Linked DNA regions of Mus musculus: region 1 is linked to region 2. A link is a contact called in public Hi-C data. All regions are on one chromosome and are shown on one strand. The core of a region is the stretch at or near the end of the contact, and the rest is flanking DNA. Distances in the headings are between cores, read along the strand shown.

Region 1 (7,685 bases), core at 3,395-5,894, 230 kb before region 2:
TCAATCCAGGCACGGTGTTCACAGTGAGCCTGAGGGATGTGTTCTTTCATTTAAAAAGTGTTATGTAGGGGATCACAAGATGCTTAGGAGGTGAGGGTGCTTGCCACCAAGCCCAATGATCTGATGTGGTCCCCAGGACACACACAGCGGAAAGAAAGAGCCAATTACAGCAGGCTGTTCTATCCATGCACATAGATAAACACACACACACACACACACACACTAATGTAAAAATTTGCTTTAAAGTCACACATAGGGCCTTCTGCTTGCTTTGCCTCCCTGGAACCTGACCACTTTTGTTTTACATGTAAGAAATAACTTTACTGAGAGAAAACGGCATGGAAGAAATGAATGTGATGTCAGATAGGAGACAGGGGATACTTAATGCTTGTTAATTTGTAATATGTGTTCCTGGAACACTGTTCAAATAAAACCTGCTTTTAAAAAAATCTAGTATAAAAATTTTTTTAATTGGTTTTTATTCCTATTATGAAATCTCCAATGGAATTTCCTCCTGAGTACCCTAGGTGATATGTCTGTGTCTCTTAGTTTTATTTGGCACTTTTACCAAATGACCTTGTGGCGTAATTGGCCTGTACCCATGAAGCCCAGCTTCATTATAGTTGGGGACAGTGAGACTCAGGGAATGAGTGTTTATAGGGCACTCCAGCATCTACAGGTGACCCTATCTAGGAGACTATTAAGCATCCGTTGTCAATATTTAGCTAAATGCTAATGCCAAACCCACCATTTTAGCACAAAATATAAGAGTATCTTCTTTTAGAACCAGGAAGTTTGAAGCTCAGGTCAGTTTCTTTGAGAAAAACAAAGATCAAGTCAGGTTTTAGGTGTTGTTTGTTTGTTTGTTGTTTCAGTACTGATGATCAAACCCAGGTCCCTAGTCGCTTTAGGTAAGTGCTCCACCACTGACTTCTTTCTCAATTCTGTTTGTTTATATTGTTTTTAAAGGTTTATTTTTATTTATAATTGTATGTGTGTGTGTGTGGGGGGGGGGGAAGGGTGAAGATGCACACAAGGGCAGGTGCCCCAGAAGGCCATGGGCCTCAGATACCCTAGAGATGGGGTTACAGAGGGTTGTGAGCCACCCAGTATGGGTGCTGGGAATCCAACCTGGGTCCCATGTAAGAGCAGGGGATGCTCTTAACCACTGAGCTGTATTCCGGTTCTCTCTTCCCTTCACATGGGTTCCAGGAATCAAACTCAGGTCATCAGACTTAGAGCAAGCACCTTTAGCAGCTGAGGCAGCTCGAAAACCCTTTCCTTCCTTTTAAAGTTTAAGACAAGATCTCACTAAATTGCCCAGGTTGTCCTGGAACTTTCCATTCTTCTGCCCCAGTCTCTCATGTATACAGAATTATGGGTGAGGTGGGCTAAGACCTTAAATCGTTTTAATAATACACTAGAAGTTGCCAGGCAGTGGTGGCACACACCTAAAAATCCCAGCACTCTGGAGGCAGAAGCAGGTGGATTTCTGAGTTTGAGGCCAGCCTGGGCTGCAGTGTGAGTTTCAGGACAGCCAGAACTACAAAGAGAAACCCTGTCAGGTTCCTACTAGAGCCTTTGTTTCTATAGGGTATATATAAGGCATCCATCCTCATATTTGAAAGTTAACTAAGATCCTTGGCCTATTCAAGTGCACCAATTCAGAATCTAATCTCCATCCTTTGCATAGCTCAAGGTTTTACAGTGGGCTTTCAAAAACACTCACAGAACTCCCATCATGCTTGATGCCCAGAGGGTGGATGTTATTGCAGCCAACTTTGAAAGAGAAGAATCTGTACTTAGCTGGAACAAAATTCGCTAGAATTAAAATGACCTGTAGGGAAGCAGAAGGGAACACCAATTGCATGGTGAAGGATATCTGTGTTCATGAATACTGGCTTCCTGTGCACACGCTACCTTTGCACGTGCCTAGGCAAGGACCGATCTGCATCTGGAGATCCAAGCTGGTAAAGACCCAAGCTGGCTTTGAGCAAGCACTCAGTGAGGCCGCTGGCAGGAGAGCTAGTTGCACGAGAAAGAGACACGAGGGTCTGAGAACAACAGATAAAGACAGGACAAGATTCGGACTCGGTCTATCTTTCTATAATTAATGACATGCCATTACCTCTGTTGAACAATTCAAGCCAAAGACTAAATGAGATTTACCTTAAGTTAATATTTGATATTCTCCCGCCAGCCTGTCCCAAATATGACACCTGAGTATCTCTTTAGCTTTGATTTTCTGGCAAAAATTTCTCAACAATTTCCCAGAAAGAGGGGAAATGTTCCACAGACATTTCCCACGGGGCTTGTCCATCTTCAGTTACAGCCTTCCTTTACCGGACACATACTGCAGGAAAGATGAACTACCAGTGGACCTCCTGAACTAGGTAGGTGCTCACTACTACAGCTATGAGATACCTTTCAGTTTTCTAGTCTGAGGCAATAAAAGGCACCAACTTTAGCAAGAGTAAACTTCCTTTACAGAACACAATTCCCAGGCTGGAGAGAAGGCTCAGCTGTTTAAGGATGATTTCTGTTCTTCCAAAGGACCCAAGTTGGAGTCTCCACACCCAAATCAGATGGCTCACAACTACCTGTGACTCCCACTCTAGGGAGATCCTTCACCTCTAGCCTCCAGGGGACCTGAGCTTAGGTGCACACACACATTCATGTAATTAGTAATTTTTTTAAGAAGCCAAACTCTGTAGATTCAACATCTAATAAAGGATTAGTGGTTAGGTTGTGCTGATAGGGAGCCAGTAAACAGCAGTTCACCAGACTGCCTCCCCAACTGTGTAATCTTATGTCTTGTCCAATTTCTGAAAACTCGGGGCCCAGATGTAATTCTAAGCTTATGCTTAAAAGGGAACAAGCTATAGACACTGACTCTTTAAAGGGTTGTTGTTTCTCTCCTGAGATTTTAAGGAAGCTGGTCCTCTTGCCAACAAACCTAGCTCCTTTCTGAGCTAGTGTCTTAACCTTCAAGACTGAAGAGTGATGTTTATATTCTTGCTGGATCGTGGGACTTCCTGTGTTTTATGAGAACACGCTGGGTTTTTATGCTGCTGGCTGAGGGTAAAGCCCAGGTAAATAAACACCACAGAAGGCTGAAATTGAAGGGGGGGGTGAATAGGAAAACTCCAGCAGGAAAGCACAATTCTTTTAAAGCAGGAAAAGAAAAGAAAAGGGGGGCAAAACCCCACCAAAACAAATGCATCTTAAAAGCCCAAACGGACAAGTCATTAGCAGTGCCTTTGGTCTTGTGTTAACAAATCCCTTCAAAGGATTAGATGAGGACTTCAAAGGAATAAAAACTCAAAACCAGACAGCTAATGACTCTTAAAAGGGCATTTGTGTGGACGTGGAAAAAAAAAAACCGATACCTTCGTTCCTGGCTCCCCTTGTTAAGGCTAGAGAATGGGCTAGGAGGGTACAGGCTGTGGAATGGGGAAGGGAGGGGGGGCTGTTCTTTGCAAACCAGCGCAAAGCTCAGAGCACTAGACAGTACATGCTCATTAAAGCTCTGGTTCGCTGACACACACACACACAGCCCTTCTGAGAGTTCGATGAGATTCTGCTCCCTAGAAAAACATACTAGACAGAAAAAAAAATGTGCACTAACTTTCGAGGTTCACATGCCCGCACTAGGAAACTCAGGGGAGGGGCGAACATGTACCGGGAGGAACGACAGATTAGCAATTCTAGAAGTCTCTGGAGGCCAGAACCAGTTCCCAGGTGGACAAGCGGACCTCATCAACTGTCCGCTCTACTCCGGGCCTGGTAGGAGAGTCGACGTCGGAGACCCCGGGATGTTCTAGTTGGGATGCCCCCCTTTCCAAGGCCAAATGGACAAAAAGGAAGGGAACCTGGAGAGGGTGGGACGAAAAGGGAGAAGGCAGAATCTTGTCCTCCACTCTCCCTGCCCTGCACCTGTGCCTCAGAGCTCCGGGTGCCAGCTCCTGGGCAAACTTTCTGGCCCTGGTAAAGGTTTGGGGAGCTTTCCAGATAGCCCGGAGCGGTCCGCAGGGTCGATCCCAGTTACAGCTTCCGCCGCCCAGTCCCTCTCGGTGTTTCCAGAGTCACCCGCGAGGAAAGAGAACCCCTGGGAGACGGAGGGATCAAGGGCACGCTGCGGGCGCGCACCTGGAGTCAGCCCCTCGCGCCTAGCCTGGGACCCTGTTTGGGGTGCCGGAACAGAAGCGCCACACTTACTCAGACGGGTCCAGGCTCTTCCTTTCGATGGCCGAGGACATTGGGGAGGGGGGCGGCGTGCCGGGCGGCGGGGGCGCTCCCTTTGTGGCGCGTGGCTGGCTAGCTGCCTGGACTCGGACCCCCTCGGGTGCTCGGGCGCCGCCGCTCCTGCGCCTCCTCTTGCTCGGTCGCTCCGCTGGCGAGCTCGCCCCTCCACGCTCAAGGACAGTCACCGCGCTCCCTTCAAACGCCAAAGAGAGAGAGCGAATCATCCAGCTGCCCGGCGCGCGGCGGCCAAGGCAGGGGGCCGGGGAGCAGCCCGGCCTCCCTCCGGTGGCTGCGACAGCTGCCGCTGCTCAGGACTTAACCTTCCATCCCGGTCCCGCTGCCGTCACCACAGCCGCCGCCGCCGCCGCCCGGTCCCGATCGCGCGCAGTAGCCGGCTCCGCCCGGTCGCCCCGAGCCCCTCGCACCTTCGCCGGGGTCGGGGCGCCGGGGGCAGTGAGGGGGCGGCGGCCTGGGGGCGGGGAGCTGACCGCGCGGCTCTCCCCAGGCTCCCTCCTCTCTCGCGAAGGTCTATTTTCGCTCAGCTTCCCTCTGTCTCTGGTTTCATTTCCTTTTTCCTGATCACGATTCAAATACAATAGAAGGAAATCACATTTAAAGAGACAGCTGCCCGCCCCCTCCCCCCTTTTTTTCTTCCTTTTTTTTTTTTTTTTTAAACGGGGCTCCTGGGGATTAGCAATCCAAATAGCGGCGGCGGCGGCGGCGGCGGCGGCAGCGGCAGCAGCAGCAACGGCGACAGCGGCAGCCCTGACTTGGCTTCTTAAAAGGGCCCGCGGCAGAGACCGAGAGTCTCCCCTGAGCCCCTCTCCTGGGGCAAGAATCCCGCTGCCACTAAACTGTCTTTTTCAGAGTTCCCCTTCTTCTGCCTTTCCCTTTGGCCTCAGGCTGAAAGTAACCACTCGCCCGTTCCAGCAGGAAAGAAAAGACAAGAATGTGAAATAAGCACCTGCAGAAATGCAAGCGTTGCTAATGGCTGGCTAGCGCGCGCTCGTCTCGGGTTCGAGGTCCCAAGTCCACAGTCGTGGTGCTCTGCGATGCCCGAGACAGTGCGGCTCTGCTGGCGGCAAGCTAGTAGCTGCGACTGCTCTCCAGAGAGGGGCGCAAGCTGTGTGACCAGGAACCTCACGCGCTAGGTGCGCCTGAGCAGAGCTGGGGGCAGCTAATCCCGCAGGGAGGGTGTCTGGGAGGGACCACGTTGTCCGGGTCTCCTCTCCATCTGCTGGCGGCAGAATTCCCTCCCCTAGCCTCTTTCAAAGAGCGAACTCCAGCGGTGAGGCTGGCCCTCTCTGTAAAGTATCAGCAGCAATACTTGCTTGGACCGGAGGAAGTTCCTTCCCGATAAAAAGACTTTCAGTTATTACTTACTATTATTTTGTCTTATATAAAACAAAGAAAAGGGCAGGTTTCTCCTTCAAGCTTGAAGACAAGTTCTAGAAGGAGAAAGAAATACAGAAGGGAAGAGATGGATTCCAGCTAGCTACTTTTCAGGAGAAAAACCTAGGTCCCCCTGGGCCTTGAGTTCCTTGAAACTGAGTCCAGAAATGATCGTTCAAGGCCCGTTAGCTTATGATGATGACAGTCTTCAGGTTTGTAAAGAGGAAAGTCCCGAGTGCTCTCAGAATCCATTGTTTAGTAAGAACAGCCCGGATCAAAGACATAGGCATTTCAGCCCCAATTTAAAGATTGCTTTAATAACCTAGACCAGCTCACCCCGGAAGATGATAGTCAGAAATGAATTCCCGGATTCCCCGTACTGAGCAAAGTCCTCCCTGATTTCTCCCTAGCAATAGCCTGAACCACTACCCACAGATTCGTGTCATTTCCCTCTCTCTCCATGTCCTGACACGTATACTGAAAGGGAATAATTAAAATCTGTGTTTGTGCGCCTGCCCTCGTGTTGGTCCAAAACCCACCTTCAGTGTATAAAAAGATATTTTCTATTTAAGTCCTTAGTTTTTCTAAATTAAAAAACAAATTTTTTACAATGTTTAGGCAAGCCTAAATTATATGATAAATACATAACTTGTTATTCTACTTTCATTTCTATCTGAAGTGAAAATAAACATTGTTAGTGGTAGCACAGGCCAGTAATCCCAGGTCAGGCAGGGCAGGAGCATTAGGGATTCTAAGTCATCCTCCCCTACAAAGTTCGTCACAGGCCAGTCTGGGCTACAGGAGACAGTGTCTCAAAACCAAAACCAAAAGAAGAAAAAGAAACAATGAAAACACACGGGTTGTGATTAGCAGTATATCTACTTAATAATGATGTTTTAATGCCGAGCCACTAGAACCATATTTCCTGGGGTTGCTTTAGACTCTTATCAGCTCATGTGACTAGGAAAACTACCTTCAAGATACGGCATGAAGAAAGTGGCTGAGGAGTTTGCCTGTATTGTAACCTCCCTTTTACCATCATGTGAACTCAGCTGAACAAGCAGAATTTACACTTTCAGCATCCTTGTTAGTAAAATGGGAATAATGGGATTTACTAACTAGAGGGTTTGGTGTAAGGATTGATGGAACTATACACCCATCATGTGGTACATGGATCTCTAATGAAATGGGAGCATATATATATATATATATATATATATATATATATATATATATACACATATACATATATATGTATATATATATACATACACACATATATACACATATATGTATATCTGTATATATGCATATGTATTCATATATACATATACATATATATGCATATGTATGCATATATACATATATATAACTATGTACCCAGCATGTGACCCATGGATCTGTAATTAAATGTGTGTGTATTTGTTGTTGTTGTTGCTCCAATTTCCCATAGCATTGGAATGAGTTATTAAAATAAATATCTCCTTGGATTCTAAGAGGTAACTTTGGAATGGCCAATTGTGCTTTTGCTTTGACCTGAGTGTGCTAAGGGGGCGGAGGGAGATACTTTCATGACTTTGGGTCAATTTCTTGTCTTTCACAACTCTTTGGAGGGAGCCTTCTTTGAGAAGGTACGTCTTTGATATGATGATATCTTAAGATTTCAATTTCACACACCATGGCTGTAAGAAATTACTGCCTACTGGTGGGACTTCATTCCCATTCTATGGGCAATTAAGTCGCCTAAATTTAAGTATAACATTTAGAATCAAGCCTCAAAATGTGTTTTTTATGTCTTTTTATTATGAGTGATTTTAAAGCAATCATGGCCTTACGGTATCTTCCCATAGCATCCAGTAACTGCCACGTTCAGGCAAGATTCAGCTACTCTGAGGCAATTCGAATGTGTAGAACGAGAGCTAAAGAAATCTTTGTTTGATCCCTACCCAGCAAGACTAAACTGTACCTTCTCCTCTACCCTCAAAATATTAAATACCCGGAAGTTTAGACATTCCCAAGCTTTCCTTCTGAAATAAGGATGTCAGAAG
Region 2 (7,295 bases), core at 694-3,193:
TGATTATTCCTGTTTTGTTTTCCCTTTTGGTTATGAGGTCTGCTCATGTCTGTATTACTTGCATATTTGTCTTTTTCATGTTACCCTTTCACTTTAGATAAATAATTTAGGATATATTTCAGTCTAGTAATTTTTAATTAGCATTTGGAACTTCTCCCTAAAATTTAAAAAGTAAAATATCATTCAGCAAAGACCGATGAGTTATCACACTTGATCCCTCGGGTGTTTCATCTGAGGAGCTTGGTGTCCTGAAGTGCCTTCCTGACTGCTGGGTCTTCATCTTAGTGCTTCTGCCCTGAGACCCAGACTGGCTCCTCAGGACGACAGGCACAGCTTCCTTCACTCCTTAGATCTCATCGGGGACCCAGGTTTGGCCTGATTGCTAGTGTGGCTCCCATGTAGAAGTTGTTCCCATTTGGTGCCATGTACTTGGCTGTGTGCCAGGCTTGGCAGTGAGCAAGGTTCTTGCTTCAGAGCTCATACTGTATAGCAGTGGGTCTTAACCTGTGGGTCTCATACATGCAGATATCCTGCATATCAGATATTACATTACGATTCATAACAGTAGCAAAATTACAGTGTTATGGTTGGAGGTCACCACAACACGAGCAAGTGTATTACAAGCTCTCAGCATTAGAAAGGCTGAGAGCCCCTCTGCTTTTTAGGATGATTCAGATTCTGGGTGGAGGAAATTAGTTTCTTCCACTAAATCGGTTTAGTGGAAAGAGCTGTGCAGAGCAAAGAAAAAGGAAAGGAAGTCTAGAGGTGTGGGCACATCAGAATGATGCTTCCAGAGACACGGGTAAGGGGGTGAAAGATTGTAGAGCAAAGCCTCCAAGGAGCTGTGAAATGAGTCCCTGGGCAGAATGGTTAGCAGCTGCATAGGCTGAAGGCAGGAGTGTGGGTTGGGTTAGGGTTAGGAACCAGCAAGGAGGCCAGTAGGGCTAGCAGCAAGAAGGAGGTAGGCGTGGGGGATAGACATTACTAAATGCCACTAGGAGAGCTGGTGACAGTGGAAAGAAAGCTTTGTGTGCTTTTAGCACACTGTGGTAGCATCCCAAGCTTATAGAAGGCTCTCTAGCTGCCGAGCTCACTGCAGGCTGTGCTGTGATATGGCTTGAAGCAGGAAGAGTAACTGAAGCTGCTTGCTGTTATGATGGAGTTAGCTGGAACAGGAGAATATGGCTGTGAGCAGAATTAGAGGGCTGTGAGGAATGGCTTGACTGTTTTGAAGGTGTCACCAAAAGGAGGTACTAGAAAGTCAGGGTTGGGTGAGAAAATGGAGGGTATGTTTAACCCAGAGTTGGACAGTTAAACTCCGGTGGGGAGGCTAGTAGGTAGAACTGTTTTACATCAGCTTAACGTCTGAGATGTCTGTGTGTAAATGGATCTTATAGGAATCCTACCTAAGGGTATGACAAGTGTGTGTGTGGGGGGGTGGTCTACAGTGGAGATAGAAACTTGAGAGCTTTGAGGGTACTTTGGGTCTTGACAAAGCTGAGGAGCCGACCAAGGCATGAGAAACATAGGCACCAAGCAGGGCTTTCTGGCCTGTAGGAACTAATACCCTTTTTGTTATCCTCAACGTCAGCCTAACCTCTCCACGACTGGTGATAAGAGCCAACCCCATAGCCTTTCTGGACATTCGCATAATGTTATCTTTGTACAGGCCAAAGCTGTCTTGAAATTCATTGAGGGGATCTCGGAGAAGACTCTAAGGAGTACTGTAGCCCTCACCGCTGCCCGAGGAAGGGGCAAGTCTGCGGCCCTGGGCCTGGCTATCGCTGGAGCAGTGGCATTCGGGTAAGGGTTCCACATGGGAGTGTGCAGGATTTGAGTCAGGCACCTGGTGGAGTTGTCTCTGGTTCCTCATCAGGGCTGTCCACCATGTAACTTCTGTCAGGATCATGGGTATTTGTCTGGAAGCTGCAGCACTGCTCCCCTGGGCCACTAGGAGGCACTGTAGGCAGTACCAGAGCTCTTTTGTTTGCTTCTTAAGTTGAACAGACACAAATGCAAAGAAAACCTCTCATCGTGAGAGTGTCTGACTAGCTTTGGTGATTGCACAAATACAGGTGAAATACATTATGACCTTGGTTGGTGATGGGTCTTATTTGTTTTCAGTAAGGTATTATTTTCTGGCCTGTGTGTGCTTTGCCAACTCAGATGATGGACCTACAACTTTGTCCTCCCTGTGCCGTCTTCCCTGGTGATGCTTACAGAGTCTGTGGGCACTTTGTATGTGGATGAACCAAGGCCCAGGGGATTACCCAAGATCCTCCTGCAGGTTGCTGCTGGCAGAGATTTGGCCTTGGCCCCAGCACCACATAGCTCCATGACTTCATAATTTGGAAACCTCAGCCTAGCTAGTGATGAGTGTGAGGCTGCCCTTCCTGTCAGGATACTGGCTTGGCAGCTGTGTGTGGGTTCTGCATGTGGACAGCTATTCTTGTAGTATGCCTTGACACTGATGAAGTAGCCCTGGGTCAGGGCTTGCTACTAGCACACCGATAACCCATTTGTCTCAGTTTTGCAGAGGTGTGTACTCAGGTCTTGGTTGCTTTTCTCCTCTCCCAAAAAGTGTTCCTCCCTTACCCTGCTGTTGTCTCTGGTTATCATTTGTGTTGACAGAAGCAGCCAAAAATGATTCCTTAATTTTATTTGCTTCTTTAGAATGTTCTAAGTCTCTTAATTTCTAAACCACCTCCCCCATTTTTCTTTTGTTCTGCAGGTATTCCAATATTTTTGTTACCTCCCCAAGCCCGGATAACCTCCACACGCTGTTTGAATTTGTATTTAAAGGATTTGATGCTCTGCAGTATCAGGTAAGAAAGTCGTGTAGACTGTGTGCTTTAGTGCTAGAGTTCTGCCCAGTGGTCTGTGGAATGCTTGCTTTCTCAGTAGTGACTCTGAAACTTGTCATGGGTTTGACTCTTTCTTCACCAGGAGCATCTGGATTATGAGATTGTACAGTCGCTGAACCCCGAGTTTAATAAAGCGGTGATCAGGGTCAATGTGTTCCGAGAGCACAGACAGACTATTCAGGTGAGGCTCATCTCAGACCTGCTCTGCAGGCCAGCCAGGATCGCGCTGTGTGGACCTAGCTGTGTGGGGTTTGCCCATTTGTGTGATTGGTTTGCCCTGCCCAGCAGTGGTGTGTGAGAATGGTGGTGTGTTGCAGATTATCAGCACCAAGTGAGGATGGCATTCAGGTCAACTGTGGGGGAAGTGATGTCACTGGATTGAAAAGTTAAGTTTGTCTCTGACTGTGAAAGGAGTGGGATTGAGAGTGTGCCCAAGAGTGGGAAAGGTGGCTCTCATCAGTTGACGTTTGCTGAGTTACTGTGGGTTTTGAGACCTACATCTGCAGCTGGAACAATCACATCACCATTTCAAAGGAAAAGAGCTTTGCAGAATGTGCTGGGGCTCGTTGTGTTTTGCTGATGTCCTATTTCTCTTTTAAACAACATTTCCTGGAAAGCTCCACAGATCTCTGTAAGCCCAGTTTCTGAAGGCCTCAGTGTTGCTCAGTCTCTGTGAGGCTCATGCGACAGGATTGCAGAGGCACAAGGCTCACTGGCTCTTGCTGGACAGATTCATTGATTGCTTTTGACATTAGATTGGAATGGGAAGTGAGCGAGCCTAGTAAACTTGGCAGTTTATGATCCTTGAATCTTATGCCTGCAGTGGCACTGGGTGGCTCTGTCACGGCATACGAAGGCAGATGGTGACACCACCACTGTTTATGCCTTTCGCCTTTACCCTGGAGTCTCTGTTAGTTTTATTAGATACCCTCCCCCCCCCTTTAAAAATTCTGTGTGTGGGTATTTGACTGCATGTGTGTCTTTGTACCACATACATGTCTGTTGCCCTTTAAGAGCAGAAGAAGGCACGGGATCCCTGGAACTGGAGTTAGAAATAGTTGTGAGCCACCAGTGTGGATGCTCGAAGTGAACCTGGGTCCCATGGAGGAACAGTCAGTGCTCCTTACTGCTGAGCCATCTCTGAAGCCCCTGGGTCTTTTTCTAGTCTCCTCCTTCTGCCCTTTCAGCTCACTGCTGCCTGATTCTCTCAGCTGGGGACAGGGGGGACTGCAGCTAGTGTGGGGTGGGTCTTGGGGCTAGGGCAGGGTATTGGCTCTGAGAAAGTGTGTCCTTCTAGCCTGGAAATTGAGAAGAGTATTGAGTTAAAGCCAGCCTGCTTCCTGGTGGCTGCTTTCTGTAATTTTTTGAAATGCTTATTTAGTTAAGAATCAAGTTGTGGGGTCCCATGAAAGATTTGTGACCAGAAGCAAGTAAGGCAGATCTCCCCCCCCTCCCCCCCGCCCCGTCACCTCCAGATCAGCCCAGTCTTGCTTGCTTTCTTACTAACGCTTCAGACCCGTAGAAAAGCCCCGAGACCAGACTGTGCGTGGCCAGTGTTCCCGCTGGAACCAGCAGTACTGAGGCTGTGCTCTGGCTGTGTTTGTGCCTATGAGCAGGCATGCCATACTGCCCTCCAGCTGCCCGCCTTTCCAGTCTGCATCTGCTTGCCACATCTCTAGACTGAGGCTTGCAGGTCAGGTTGATGTACTTTCAAGTGTCAAATGAGGTGCTACAATTTGTGTTTGTTTTCTAGGACAAGTATAGAATTGCTGAGCTTTAGACCTAGCTGTGTAGCTGTCTAGTTTCCTGGGATTTCCCCAAATTCTCCTTTACAAAATTTGCTACCTTCATATCACTTTTTGGTTTGGGTTTTTAAGTCTCATTCATGCTGGGTACAGTGCAGTAAACTCCTGAGTTTTAGTTTTGTCTTCCAGTTCACTGTCCTCCTGTCTCAGCTCCCTAAGTGTACTGATTACAGGTATGAACCATCACAGCTGTTTTTGTTGCTGCTGTTTGGTTTGGTTTGAGCCAGTCTCCCTGAGTAACCCAGACTGGCCTTAGTTTAATTCACTGTGTAGCCCCAGGCCAGTGTCCGATCCTCCTGCTTCAACCCCTACAGCTGCTGTAAGAGCTGTGCAACCTTGTCCAGCCTCTCTGGGAATTTGGCTTTTGCAGTTTACACACTTTTGAAATTGGATTATCTTAAATTATTTTAATTGGTTATTTATATTGCCTCCGTGGCCATTTTAAAACAGCAGAAAACTCTAAAGCAACTGATGGATTGTTTGTGTATTTAAGGATGAGAGAGGTGGGGGAGAGGAGCGGTGGGAAGACAATGGATTTAGGAGAGAGGAGCTGCAGTCCAGGGTTACTTTTGGCTACATAGGAAGCGTGAGGCGAGCTCGGGCTACATGGCAACCCCCTTGCTTCCCTCATCAGAAGGAAAAAGAGTAGTTGGAAGTTGCCTACCATCCCAGAGGTTGGTGATGTCAGGGCAGAGAGGACAAATCAGAGACCCAGTGCCACGTGCAGTAAGAGGTGAGCCACTTAATCTGAGGCTGAAGAAAAACAGGAGATGGAAAGGAGGGAAAGGAATACAGCCACTGTCAGTCAACTCCGTAAGCCAAGCTGTGGACAATATGACCTTACCCTTGTTATTCACCTTACTGTTTACACAGTAATCTTGCTTCTTCCTTAAGCAGCCATTGAGCAGGTTTTCCTAGTGTCTGTGTGTGTGTGTGTGTTGTGTTATGTATATTTATGAATGTGTGTGTTCAGATGAGTGTGTTGAGGAGACCGAAGATCTGCATAGGGTGTCCTCCTTGTTTGCTCTCCACTTAGTTTGTGAAGTAGGATCTCTTACTCACTGAGCTTGAGTTCCCAGGTTTGGCTAGACAGACTGGCCAGCAAGCCCCAGGCAGCTCACCTCTGTCTCCTGAGCATGGGGGTTGCAGGTCTGTGTGCTGTGCTTTTATGTGAGTGTTGGGCAGGATCTGAACTCATACCCTCATGTTCGTGCAGCAAATGCTTTATTGACTGAGCCATCTCCTTACCCTCTTCCCTGTTTTTGTAGCAAAAAGAATATGAGGCTCTGTGAGATGGCGTGATCTCCTTCCTCATGGTCATGTAATCAGTGATTGAAGTGTCTGGTTCCAGGTGTCCAACCTGAAGCTCATTTCATTCTTGAGCTGCCAAAAGTAGAAAGTGGGGAGTTGTGGGAAGAGAGGAAGGGGACAGTGCGGTGGACGGATGGGGCTTCTGGATGAGTCATTGGTGCTCACCCGGTGCTGTGGATTTAGATGGCTACATTTACAATCTGTATCTTTTCCCCACAGTACATCCACCCTGCAGATGCTGTGAAACTGGGCCAGGCTGAGCTGGTTGTGATAGATGAAGCTGCCGCTATTCCCCTCCCCCTGGTGAAGAGCCTGCTTGGGCCCTACCTGGTTTTCATGGCATCTACTATCAATGGGTAAGGTGCCTGGTGGAGCTGTTTGTCACTCTTCTCTGTGATCCTGCAGATTAATAGGAATGTAAAGAATGTGACCTGGCCACGAAAAATGGTTCAGCATCACTAAGTCTTTGGGAAACTCTTGCTCTTTCTAGGGTTTCTTCACTGGGAGTTACCTCATAAACTCTTACTCCTCTCTGGTTAAATGTGTCCCAAAAAACTGAAAAATTTTGCTTAAAAAGTGCCAGCTATAAGCAATGTCCTATATCTTAGAATGTACTTCCTATATCTTAGGATATAGAAATGTAATATTAAAATAGATATAGTTAGCATTAATGCTTATACATGCTTATACTATTCTTCTTAAAACTTTAAAATAGAGTTCATCTTGGTATGGAAAGATCACAGAAAATAGTAAACAAAAGGGAAAGTGTCGGTGATAGAATGCAGGCTTAGTGTCGCCAAGACCTTGGCCTAGCCCCTAGCACCTAGAAAAGAAGTTTCAAACAGTAGGTGCTGGGGAGATGACGCAGTGTGTAAGAGTGTTTGCTTTGTTAGCCCCAGCATCCGCATAAGGAGCTGGACATGCAGTAACCCCAGCACTGGGGCAGGTGGTTGGGCTCGGGGGCCAGCCAGGTGGATCTGGAGAGCTCAGTGCTCATCCTGACGGGGTGGTGGGGTGGGAGCTTCTAGTTAGTGAGAACCTGTCAAGATGATAAACTGAGAGAAGGAAGGAAAAGAACTCCCAAGAACTGCTCTGGTTTTCACACGTGTACACATGATCTCATGCACACGTATACTCTGTGTGCATGCTTCACAAACAGACCACATATGAGAAATCGTATAAGTGTAACGTCTCACTTTGCTTTTGCTTTTTCTTTTTTTTTTTTTAAATGACTACAATTTAGATTTTATTTTGCAATGAGCGGGAAGCAAACCAGAGTCTTTGGCACTGTGGCGAGCACGGGAAGTAGAGTGCT

What was found. A called contact is a pair of places that touch in the nucleus more often than the background predicts.
Region 1: a contact with region 2 is called in a Hi-C map of Th1 cells, with 3 times the contacts expected there. The contact joins the promoter of Lmo2 here to the enhancer-like site in region 2. A contact is called at or near these places in 1 of 15 datasets of contacts at CTCF or cohesin (large pre-B cells), 16 of 484 Hi-C or Micro-C datasets (the 63-12 cell line, the Ba/F3 cell line, Th1 cells and 13 more), 8 of 115 datasets of contacts at active chromatin or transcription factors (acute myeloid leukemia, bone marrow-derived dendritic cells, bone marrow-derived macrophages and 5 more) and 4 of 9 other capture datasets (adipose tissue, embryonic stem cells, liver and 1 more).

The regions. Positions count from the first base shown.
Region 1 is chr2:103,967,246-103,974,930 of GRCm38.p6, reverse strand. It overlaps Lmo2 (LIM domain only 2), which reads right to left and starts at 4,644. Exons shown (of 3, transcript NM_008505.4): 1 at 4,219-4,644. The coding sequence starts at 4,469. All of the region lies in intron 1 of Gm38515 (a long non-coding RNA gene), which reads left to right.
Region 2 is chr2:103,738,794-103,746,088 of GRCm38.p6, reverse strand. It overlaps Nat10 (N-acetyltransferase 10), which reads left to right. Exons shown (of 29, transcript NM_153126.3): 9 at 1,670-1,803; 10 at 2,732-2,825; 11 at 2,947-3,045; 12 at 6,200-6,336. Among named protein-coding and RNA genes, the nearest start is that of Nat10, 19 kb to the left of the region's middle. Within about 2 kb of position 1,943, at least 12 of the 459 cell types and tissues checked have an H3K27ac peak or open chromatin away from gene starts, as enhancers often do. A contact at or near this core is called in Th1 cells, where this site is marked.